3 separate regions of the Mus musculus genome follow, and all the other regions are linked to region 3. The links are chromatin contacts, called in public Hi-C and promoter capture Hi-C maps. All regions are on one chromosome and are shown on one strand. Each heading gives the region's core, a stretch centred on a gene start, on an enhancer-like site or on the middle of the called end of the contact. The rest is flanking DNA. Distances are from core to core; before and after follow the strand shown.

What was found. Promoter capture Hi-C pulls out the DNA fragments that hold promoters and counts their contacts. A called contact is a pair of places that touch in the nucleus more often than the background predicts.
Region 1: a contact with region 3 is called in a Hi-C map of B cells, with 11 read pairs. The contact joins the promoter of Surf4 here to the promoter of Traf2 in region 3. A contact is called at or near these places in 2 of 39 promoter capture datasets (liver and pre-B cells) and 1 of 484 Hi-C or Micro-C datasets (B cells).
Region 2: a promoter capture Hi-C map of pre-B cells shows a contact between it and region 3, with 4 times the contacts expected there. The contact joins the promoter of Snhg7os here to the promoter of Traf2 in region 3. A contact is called at or near these places in 2 of 39 promoter capture datasets (liver and pre-B cells).

What each region holds. Positions count from the first base shown.
Region 1 is chr2:26,931,105-26,934,788 of GRCm38.p6, reverse strand. It overlaps Surf4 (surfeit gene 4), which reads left to right and starts at 1,278. Exons shown (of 6, transcript NM_011512.3): 1 at 1,278-1,514. The coding sequence starts at 1,467. Stkld1 (serine/threonine kinase-like domain containing 1) reads right to left here and starts at 733. Exons shown (of 19, transcript NM_001379463.1): 1 at 677-733. The coding sequence starts at 691. Gm36591 (a long non-coding RNA gene) reads left to right here and starts at 1,521. Exons shown (of 2, transcript XR_374179.1): 1 at 1,521-3,684.
Region 2 is chr2:26,640,093-26,644,228 of GRCm38.p6, reverse strand. It overlaps Snhg7os (a long non-coding RNA gene), which reads right to left and starts at 2,108. Exons shown (of 4, transcript XR_003953776.1): 1 at 847-2,108; 2 at 462-532; 3 at 273-380. It overlaps Snhg7 (small nucleolar RNA host gene 7), which reads left to right and starts at 3,985. Exons shown (of 4, transcript NR_024068.2): 1 at 3,985-4,136.
Region 3 is chr2:25,544,747-25,548,402 of GRCm38.p6, reverse strand. It overlaps Traf2 (TNF receptor-associated factor 2), which reads left to right and starts at 1,463. Exons shown (of 11, transcript NM_009422.3): 1 at 1,463-1,541. It overlaps Gm35476 (a long non-coding RNA gene), which reads left to right. Exons shown (of 4, transcript XR_866044.3): 4 at 338-478.

The DNA.
Region 1 (3,684 bases), core at 29-2,528, 1.4 Mb before region 3:
GAGCTCATCTTTGAAGCCACACCTTCAGAACTGGTCTGTAAGCCAGAACTCTACAAGATCAGTGCTGTCAGGTAGAAGGTGGCTGAGGCCTGAGTACAGAGGCCACTGTCAGCGTGGGGTAGGGGACAAGATATGTAGGCAGTACGGGAAGGATAATTAGCATACAGGGAATACAGGGTGTCCGTTGGAGCTCAGCCCAGGTAGTGAGCAGTGGTTTGTTTTTTGTTTTTCTCTAAACATTTCTGGCCATCAGAAGTGCATTTGCTTGGCTAACGCATGTAAGCCTTCTCTCAAAGAATACTGGAAAAGAGGAAAAGAAAATGAGCGAAACTGAAGCTTTTATAAGCCGAGTCTAACAATTAATGAGGCTGACATGTGAGGAAAAAAGCGATTAAAAAAACAACCACTCAGGTTCTGCCTTTAAAGACCCCATACATGGAGGGAAGGGGAAGGGCACGTGCACCATTCTCCAACCAGTGGTCAGACTTGGGGGTTGGTCATCATTTTAGAGGGAAACTGAGGCCCTGGGAGGACTCAAAGGAGGAGAACTCGGAGGAGGAAACATGCGGGGATCATAGGGTCACCCTGTGATGGAGGCTGGGCCTGGCTGTGTGGCCCTCGGACCTGTCCCGCTGCCCAAGGACACTGGACCTTGGTTGTGGGGGCATCTCAGCACCTGATATTTTTCCATGGTATCTCGTGGAGACACTGCCTCACTGTCCTACTACCGGGCAAAGCCCTCGAGCCAGGCCGGTAGTCGAACCCTCGTTTGAGCATGCTCGGTAGTGACTGCTCCGTGTGCCCACCCCACCTCCTCAGCCCCTCCACCTGCCTTCCATAACCCTCAACCCGGGGCGTGTCTGCTTAGCACTTTGGCTCGTACATGGCATACTCGTACTATGCCCCTTAAAGAAGCCACAGAGAATAGGGAGCCGTGTTTCGGACGAAGGGCAGGGCCCCGGTGTGTTGGGTAGGGTGGAGGGCGGGGCAGAGACTGACGACGCGGCAGGCGGGGCCGCAAGTACTACGGGCGGGAGACACAGGTGGCAGGAAGTCTACCAGCACGGTGGGCGGGACCTGCTGCTTGGTGAGGGTGGAAAGTGGTCAGCGCTTCGGGTTCTAGAGGCTGAAGGGCTAGGGGTGGTCCGTAGGGGCTGGAGGGGCGGGGCCTGGGGTGTGGGGGCGGGGTCTACCTGTGAAGGGCGCGCGGCGGAGGCGGGGCCTGTTCGTGAAGGGCGGTGCGCCGGCGCCAGGCTCCTCGAGCGTGGCGGGCGGGGCCTGGAGCGTGAGGGCGCGCGGCAGGCGGGGCGGGGCGCGGCGGGAGGCGCGGTCCCTTTAAGGCTTGGCCTACGTGGCAGCCGCTAGAGCAGCCGCGGCTCAGCGAGGCCGGCCGCCGGGTACTTCCTGTGGAGGCCGCAGCAGGCGCGAGCGCCCAGGACCTGCCAGCTGAGCCTTCCGCCGCCGCCATGGGACAGAACGACCTGATGGGCACGGCCGAGGACTTCGCCGACCAGGTGCGGCCTGCCCCACAGCCCGCTGGCCGTCACGGCCCCACGGACGCCCGTCCTCGCCGTCCTGCCTAGCTCTACGGAGAAATCCGAGGGGAGGCTGGGCGGGGGGTTGGGGGTGGCGGCCAGGGAGGCTCCCGGGGCCCGCGGTGCTGCTCTGTGCCCTCTGCCCTCTGAACCGCGGCGGCTCCTTGGGGACCTCTGGGGAAGGGGGTACTCTGTGCGCCCCGCTGCGTGGCCCCTCCGCCCTTGTCCAGGACCGTCCTGGCCCTTCCTTCTTTGCGTGGACTCTGCTCCGGTTGCCCGATCTGGGTCCACGCTGCCGAAGGAGAGGAGCCTGCCCCTTGGCTCGCCTTCCCAAGTGTACAGGTGGCTTGTGAACCGCAGGGAAGGCCTGGGATGAGTCTGGGCCCGAGCGACTAGCTGGGCAGGGTTAGAGCCGGAGAGAGGCGCAGGTGGCACCACTTTTTACAATTAAGTTCGACGGATGGGGTGGGAGTTGTGTGAGTGTGAGGCTTTGACTTCTGAAATTGTCCCGTTAGATCTGCGAAGTCATAATATAACCTGAACTAGCCCTGGAGGCTGAATGGTGCCGGGGCCCACCCGCCAGCCAGTTTTGGTTCACTTAGTGTGTTCGTGGCTGTCGGTGATACGAGGAGGCATTTTTTGGCCTAGAGTACTCGAAGGTTGGGTGTGTGTGACCATCTTCAAATGAGCTTCTCTACCCCTCCTTTTGAGGGGTGTCACCTCCCCATGTTCACCTTCAGTTCTGTTGAACCATTTTCCTGTGAGCTGATCTTTTTAAAGGCATTTCTACCCCTTTTGGAAAAGTTTCTAATGCCACGATTTTGCATTAAATACATAATTTTAAAATTGTATGGACCAAGGTCTTCCTCTTGTGATGGGTTTCGTTGACATAATTCTCAGTGACCCAGTTTTATCTTCCTGAGTAGCAGCTCTCTAAGAAGATGGCTTCATAGCCAAGTTTGTGAGCGGCTCACCTCAGGATCTTCAGCTGGAAAACCCACCATTTTGCAAGTGGATTTCACAACCCAGATCAGATGAATTATCTCCAAGAAGCTGCCAACTATCTAATGATAGATTTCAACTGGAGAAAGAGTTCATCTTTTATGAAGTCCTCCATGTACTTTGTTTTGATTTAAATGAAAGAAGCCAAATCTTGGGACTGGACAGGCTTTTGTGGGGAATACAGTAGCCACTCCCACTAAGTAACTGGCTTGGGCTCCTGGACTTGCCAGTGTCCACCACCCAGGAGGAAACCCTGGGTCTCCTACTGCTTGGTGTCCAGGGCATCTCAGGTCTGGAGTTAGATTTCAGCTACACATCAGTGGAAAGATGCCCGTACTGTAGATGGCCTGCTGCTTAAAACCAAAATTCCCAATGAAGGTTCCTTCTTAAGGGATTAGCCTCAGAGTCCACCTGGAAGTTAGCAGAGGATACCACAGGAGCTTCTGAGATGTGACTCCTGCTCTTCTGATCCAGTGTCAGGCATCAGGGAGCCTTCCAGTGGCCTCAGTGTGACCAGTCCTGGGAGCTTTTGTGTTGGATATTCATCTGCACCCTTGAAAACAAATTTGTCAATGAGGAAGGTGCTGATAGTCCAACGTTCTAAGTGAAAGGATCTAATGTGTTGGAAAGTGGAGTGTTACTCTAAGGTGTTGTCAGATAGTATCACAGATCCATGTCTTTAGAAAACAGAAGTAGAACTGAGTTTGCAAATCAGATTTGCCTGGAAAGTCGGGCTTCTCATATGAGACCTGGAAAAGTGTTTCTGATGCTGATGAGAACACTGAGCTGTTAACTGGACACCTACCTTCCTGTGAGGCTGGCCATCAAGGCTCCATCTTCCCAGGGCTACAGAGAAGTTTGTCATGATCTGCACAGTCCTGGGCTTGTTACTCAGATCCAGCATTCCCCCCATGTTGGTGCTGTTGGATATATCCTGCTGGGATCCTGCTGGCAGGTTCCAGTGAGCTACATCTCTGACCTGGCATCAAGCTCCGTGCCCTTGGGCAGTCAAGGATGAGGTCCTTTTGCTCCCAGGAACCCAGGCTCTGAAGAAAGTGCTGATATACAGGAAGTAGACCTTCGAAGCCATCAGAAACCAAGTGGGAAAGAGCCAGGAACTCAAAGTCATGCCTATGTCCTGTGGCTG
Region 2 (4,136 bases), core at 859-3,358, 1.1 Mb before region 3:
GATCATAAAAACGCTGACTCATGGGGGACAGAGTAGCCAAGGGCAGGGTGGGTCAGGAGTATGTGGGATCTCTGACACTAGGATTGTTCATGTAAGACTGAAGGTAAAAGAGGCCAAGGGCTTACACACCCCCCTCCTGGTGACTTCAGGAAGTGCAGGAGAGGCTCCCCAGGAGTAGAATGAAGCAAACCAGACTTCTGTTTTTCTAAACATGGGCCTAGTCCATGTCTGTCCCCAGGAGTCCATGCTAAAAGACAAAGAGTGGAGCTCACCCATGAGCAGCAGCAGCTGGTAGTACTGATAGTTCATGTTGCCCCTGAAGTAGGCAATGGCAGACTCCTTCCCAGGCAGGAAATGGATGTAGATGACATGCCTCCACCCTGTGGACAATACCTGTGATGTGAGAAGTCCATCTCCCCCTGGGCCTTTACTGAAATAAGAATTGGAACCCAGATACTCACCTGTGAGGAACATACCAGGGTCCTCTCCCTCATACAGAGGCAGCTTGTACTGAATACAGCCAATGGGTTTCCTAGAACACAGGGTCCAAGTATGGCTCTCCCCAGGGCACCTAGTTCTTCCCCATTCTTATTTCTGGGACCCATGCTGGCCTCTCCTGAAGCAAGCAATCCTGTGCAAGAGATCCTCTCACCCTATTCAGCATGGGCATAGACCACAGCAAGTTAGATCTCTGACCTCATGAAGAGGTCACCTGGTGTGTTGCCCAGGCAACACAGAAAATGCTGCATTCCTCAGTGACTACTAGAGGTGAGGCAGTCTGTGCTTAGTCACACTTAGAACTGTTTGGCAGCAGCAGCAGACATTACCTCCGCAGAGACCACTCACGTCAGGTTCATCCTGAACTCCAACTCATCAAGACTGTTTCTCTCAAAGGTGAAGGGAGGCAGCGGGTCTTTCCATCTCGACTCAGGAATAGGCAAGTCTCCTGCCCAGCACCTTATGTACCCCTTTCCCAAGATCTGCAGTTGGAGGTCACAAGTGCACACAGTTGCAGGGAGAAGGGAATCTGGAAGACGGTGGGTGAGAGGCAGGAGGAGAATGCAGTCAGGTCTCAGTGCAAGATGGAAGGGTCCGGGATGCCGGGATGTCAGGAGGAGTCCTGACCATGGCTGTCTCTCACCAACAGCAGCAGTAGGTAGAACCAAGCAGACAGGGCACAGGCGTCCTAGGAGAAACACTTCCTGGGAAGAGCCCTGACCACAGACCCTGCACAGGCATCCAGAGGGAACTGAGAAAGGTGATCTGGAGGACAGGTTGACCTTTCACTTCAGGGAGCTGAGCCGGAGGACAGGGCAGAATGGACATGGCTGAGGAGGTGACCTGAGAGAACCATGACTGTACCGACTGACCACGGTCTGCTTCACTGTCTACAGTCAAAGTGCTGAGGTGTGGCAAGGAACAGACTTCTCAGTTTCTCCTGAAATCATTAGGAAGTTGGCTCTGTCTCCCAGATACACAACAGTCACAGGGGCCTTACCCAGGATGAAATCTGAAATCAACTCATTGGAAGAATATAAGAAGTGTCTCTGAAGCACACACACACACACACACACACACACACACACACTGAGAGAAAGGAAGGAAGGAAGGAAGGAAGGAAGGAAGGAAGGAAGGAAGGAAGGAAGGAAGGAAGGCAGGCTATTCTTGGGAGTCCAGCTAGAGCCAGGACAGCGTCCATCTAGCAAGCCTCCCCTGTCCCCCAGCAGCCTCTTAGTCTCTAAGTGCACACAGTGAGAAGAAAGACATGACCATGGCCTGGAACACCTGCTCAAGCCCCACTCCCACCTGAGAAGATCCCACCAAGCACGTAAGAGAGGTATTTTTTTCAACATCACCTGTGGCTTCCATCTGCAGGCCTGAGACACACCCAGTCCAAGGTCTGAGCTTGGAAGCCAGTTGCTACCCTCAGTCCTCCCTCCCCAGGGCCATCACCTCCTCAGGACTGGCAGGAGTCAGAGGAGGCATCGTGGCTCGAACCACAGAGAGCAGGCCCAGCCCTGCAGTGAGTGTGAAAAGATGCATGGCCTCAGCTCAGCTCTGTGCTTCTAGCCTAGCAGCTCCTTGTGCTGCTGCTGCTGCCGCCACTGCTGCCACTGCTGCCACTGCCGCTGCCTCTGCCAGTGCCGGTGCCAGTGCTGCTGCTGCTGCCACTGCTGCCACTGCCGCAGCTGCTACCTCTGCTGAAGCTGCTACCTCTGCTGCTGCTCCAACTTTCTGACATGCAGAATTGCTCTGGAAGCAGAATCCTGCCTTCCACTATCCACACCAAAATCATTGTCCACACCCCTCTGTCCAGGAGATTGCAGTTTTGTTTGGATCAATGTGAATAGAGGAGCTAATTTGTGCAATTAACCTCATGACTGCCTCTGGCACTCGTTCTCGCTCTCTGCTTCCTGACTGTAGGGTCTGTGTGGTCAGCTGCCTCCTAGCCCTACTGCCATGCCTGCTGCCTCATGACGGTACTGTATTCCCTTGAACTATAAGCCAAATATTTCTTCCTTCTTTAAGTTGCTTTGGTCAGGGATCGGGACTGTTCATCTCAATTTGCAATTTGATAAGATCTAAAATCACCCATGAGGTGAACCTCTGGGTGTACGGGAGGGCTTATCTTGATTAGGTTAATTGAGATGGAAAGACCAACTCCTTCTGTGTGGCACCATTCTCTGGCCTAGCTCGGATCCTGGAGTATAGAAGGGGTTATCTGAGGACCAGCATTCATCACTCTCTAATCCTTGACCTGCCATGTGGGCCAGTTGCTTCAAGCCTACTGCTGTTACTTCCCTGTCATGCTAAACTGCAACCTCAAACTGCAGCCCAAACACTTTCTGCTTAACCTGCTTCTGTCTTGGTATTTTATCACAGCTACAGAAAAGGAAATTAAGACAGATCACTAAGACAAAAAGTGACTGGTAACAAGTCGTGAGGCTAAGATAAGAGCCCGCTCCTTAGTGAACCAGGTTTGATTTCTAGCATCCACATGACGACTCAAAACCATCTGTAACTCCAGTTTCAAGGCTTTGGGCCACGCATAACAGTTCACCCCTCAAAATCTAGTTGTTAGAAGTTAGGGGCAGGAGGATCAGAAGTTCAACTTATCTTCAACTACATAGCAAGTTTGAAGCCTAGGCTATATGAGACATCGTATCAAAAAACAGGAAGGAGGAAGGGAGAGAGGGAGGTGGGAAGGCAGACAGGCAGGCAATATAAGGGTTCAAGAACTTGGGACTATTAACAAGTGTGGCTGGGCTGGCCCACCAGTAAAAGAAGAGTGCTCAATGGTGTGTCCCCAGGCCCACAATTCACCCCATCACCTGGGAGCCCTCATCAGTTTCAGGACTTAAAAGACAAATCTGTACTTGTGCGGGACACAACACAGCAAGTAGTCAGAGTGTATTATTTGTCTTCCAGCACTGTCCTGAAGCAGAGGACAGCCAACCTTCTAAAAGCTGCTGTGTGCCTCAGATCCACAGACAACCCCACAGGCGGGGCTAGTTAGAAACATCTGGAATCCATGAACTCCCTGGAGCTCCCTCCTGACTCATCCCCAAAGCGTCCTTGTAAAAGAGGAAACAACTGGTCACCTCCTTGCCTCCTAAATTCTGGTTCGTCAGAGCTGGCCTTTCCTCTTTGCGTGGAAGCTTTAGTATCACTAAGAACAGGGAGAGCAAGGCTGCCCCCACCAAAAACGAGGAGTTTCGTAAGAAGGCGCAGGACTTCATGGGTCGTTTGAAAAGTCCTGTGAGCTTGGTAACACTCGAAATAAGTCTCTGAGTTCTGCTTGGAAAGGCAGGATCTAGGATCAAGCAGTACAGAGTCCCATGAGCCTCTAACCGACTGGGCTATGAGAAGCGCCGGCGAGGAGCGAAGGAGCCACTAGAGGGCGCGGCACTCGGAGGACAGTGAAAGTCCCTCGCGGGCTGCCGTAGTCAGTACTATAAAGGACGTGGCGTGGAGATGCTCGGCCTCTCGGCAGCCATGGCGGCTCTATGTTTGTATCGCCATTGTTACCGTTGGGACGCCGCGGATGACCCTATATACCCTTGGCCGGCTACCGGGAAGACTGCGTCTCCTGACGATCGTAACGAAGATGTACCGTGCTTTCCTTCTGAGAGTTT
Region 3 (3,656 bases), core at 214-2,713:
AGAAGAGCATAAGTATCTCTTAAAGTCAGTTACAGAATGAATGCAGGCAAGACACAGAGGGTAGAGTGCAGAGGTGTCCATCCTTCCACACTGTGATATAACAGCTACAAATGTTGGGATGCTATCCTGGGATACATGCTGTGGGTTGGACACCCCTGATGGTGAGCTCTAAATACTTTGTGTGTATATACATATATGTGTATGGTGTTGTTTATATGTGGTTATGTGTGTAGCGTGTGTGTGTGTGTGTGTGTGTGTGTGTGTGTGTGTGTGTGATGTCTAGAGATATATAGAGATATGTGTCAGCATATATATATATTTTTTTTCTTTTTTGCAGGAAGAGATGACTCAGGAGTTAAGAGCTCTCTCAGAGTTCTGAAGTTTGGTTTGGGTCCCAGCTCACAAGAGCCTGTAACTTTTTTTTTTTTTTTAAGATTTATTTATTTATTTTATGAGTACACTGTAGCTGTCTTCAGACACACATCAGAAGAGGGCATCCGATCCCATTACAGATGGTTGTGAGCCATCATGTAGTTACTGGGAATTGAACTCAGGACCTCTGGAAGAGCTGTCGGTACTCTTAGCCACTAAACCATCTCTTCAGCCCTGAGCCTATAACTTTTGCTCTAAGGGATACAATGGCCTCTTTGTATGGAATCCCTGGATACTTCACTCATGTGCACAGACATACATACTTATAATTTTTTTAAAATACCTTTTTAACAGGACTGCAGAGATGAGAATAGACAATTGTCAGAGGTGTACAAATCTACATGTTGACGTAGACTCAAGTCTCCAAACATAAGCTTTCTTGGGGGACATTTCCCTGTTCATGTGGTTGAAGGTGCTCTTGATGAATCCTTCAAACTTTTTTAAAAACCTTTTTATTGGTTCATTGTGCATTTCACATCATGCACCCCATCCCACCCATCTCCCCCTCCCCTTGTACCTGCCTTTCATCCTTGCAACCTCTCCCACAACAGATGGAAAAAAATCTCGTCGCGGAAGCTGTAGTATGTCAGTTTGTTCCACAGTATACCCTTTTGTCTACACTTCTTTGTTCGCAAATATTCATTGAAATGTTAACTCTTTAAACTTTTAAATTACACTTATTCGTCTATTTGTGTGTATGACTAAATAATGCATAAACCCCTGCTCTCTTTCCACGATGTGGACCCAGGGCTCGAACTCGAGTTACATTTGGTGGCAAGTGACTGCAAGTGACTGACGTCCACGAAGAGAGGCTCAAGGCAGCTTCCTCAACAACCTTGCTAGGAACCGGAGAAACCGGCTTAGCCCCCACCCCCTGCGCCGCTCTGACTAATCACCGCTCTCTGCGGTTCCGTGCTCGTTCCTGGTAGGTTCCTGCTTCCGTCTGTCAGCGGGCAGAGTCAAGGCGGCCTATTTGACAAATCGACGGCCGCTGCTGCTCCCTGTGAGCTCCTGGTAGGCGCGTGCGTCTGTCCGTCAGACGGGGCGGGCCGCGGCAGCGGGGGTGTTTCCCGGCGAGCGCTGAGTTCCGGGCGCGCGAAGACCGTTGGGTGAGGCGGCGCGGATCTAAGCGGGGGGTCTACTCTCAGCGGCGGCCGGGCTGGGGTCAGGCGCGGGGTGGGAGTGGCGGTTGGGGGTCAGATGCGGGGCCGCCGCTGTCTGGGTGAGGTGGGTGGGTAGACTTTTCGGAGCCGCGGAGCCGGAAACTGAAAGTCGCGGGAGGGGGGCCGGAAAAGTTCGCGACGTCCGCAGCGGTGCTTGGCTGCGCGCCTACCGCGGTGGCTCGGGGTTACAGCAGTACGGTCCCTGCCCCAGATCTCGGTCCGGCATCGCGCCCGAGGGACCCACGAGCCCCACTTGCCCTTACTGGCCTTGAGCGAATACCTGGTCTCCCAGGCCACTTTTACCGCTCACCTCCCACCCACTTATGCTTTTTGGATGGGGCAGTCAAATTTGGTCTGCCAAATTTACGTCGCCTTTTCTGACACCCGGCTACACAAATCACGGACACCACCTCCCCCATAAGGCCTCTTCCCTGTTGGTGGTTTACCTTCCCTGTCCTCCTTTATTTTTTCAGATCTCACCTTTCTGCCCCTCAGAACCTCTGTTTCTCTGGAAACTATCTTGCTTTTTGTAAAGTAGTCTGGCCTCGAACTACTGAGTGCTGGGATTAAAGGGCCTGCGCCACCACCGCCCTGGAAACTATGTTGATGGGATAGATGCATATGTGTCAGGGTGTGGAGACTGATCCCAGGGCCCTTAACCTCCTGACGCCTGCCTAATGGAGGTTGGACCTAGTGTATATTCCACATGATGGACTTGAAGCCCTGAGTAGGTGGAAAGGACATGAGATTGATTAGAACTCACAGACGTACTCCCAGCGGGCCCCAAAATCGGAGAAACAAACTTTCAGCTCCGTGGACACAATGCAATGTCATCATTGTCTTGTGTGCAACTCACTAGCTTGGCTACCAGTCCCCCAGAGAAGTCACAGTTGACCTTGCCACCACGGCCCCTTCCTGCCTGCGTAACTGACTGAGAAAGGTGGTATTTAGTGACCCAAAGTTAACTGTTATCAGGTGGAGACCCCAAGCAATCTCAAATTGATGTTTAAGTCTTAAAAATTAACTTTATTGCTGAATACTTAATGATGGATTTATAAATACTTGAGTTTTAAAAGCTGAAGGAAGGGTTGTTTTTTATCAAGCCTTGTGTGTACATCTGGAAGGCTGAGTGCTGTCAGCAGTTGTGTCTCTGGTCTGAACTGGTGGCTCCTTGCCTGCCTAGCAGGTCTGTGAGGTGTTTACCTGTTGGCTGTTTTTTTCCCTGGGACCCTCTAGTCCGTACCTAAACTGACTATTCTCTGACAATACAGGCTGCCTGGAACCCTGTTACTCTTCTCCTGTTTGCCAGTCACCATGGGCTCCTCAGGAGATTCTCCACTATGTCCACACACCTGAGCAAGGGCCATGTGCATTCATAACCTAGTCTCACTGGCTCCTGGGCTGCAGCACACTGAGCACTTCCAGTCAGAGCTCTCTGGGAATCCCTGCTGTGGTTCCTCCTGCACCCATGAAGTAGCAGCAGGCTGGACAGCACAGAGGACATGGCAGCAGCCAACTTGGAGAAAACCTTCTTCCAAGAAGGAGATGCTTCCTGCCTCTCCTCTCACTACTGTTTTCTGAGAGTTGGTTTGGGGTTTCCTTCTTGACAGTGGGGTGTCAGGCCTCCACTTCCCATGTGGTTGCTACATGGATTGTCAGTGTAGCTTGGCAGGTGGGTTTCATGGGGTGGGAGCTTTTACAGGCATGGACAGGATGACCTGGAGAAGAAAGAAAAATCTAGAAAGAGTTGTCCATAGATCCTCCAGATTATGCCAAGGATGGGCTGTGCGGCTTCCAGGCTTATGCTGAACATCTGTCCCTGTGTACTGGCCTTGCCCCCTTTACATAGAGGGTTGGAGACAGCTTGGATGCCACACTGGACATCCATCTCATAATTGTAGTGTGCTCGCCCTGTTCATGTCCATAGAGGAGGAGACACGGTGGCTGCTGCATCTAGGATCTGGGACCCAGGTGGGCAGTGGAGTTAGTATTTGGGGCAGGTTGTAATTTTGGTGGATGGTTCAGCTAAAGAAAGTCAAGGATTTGGAACCTGGACATAGT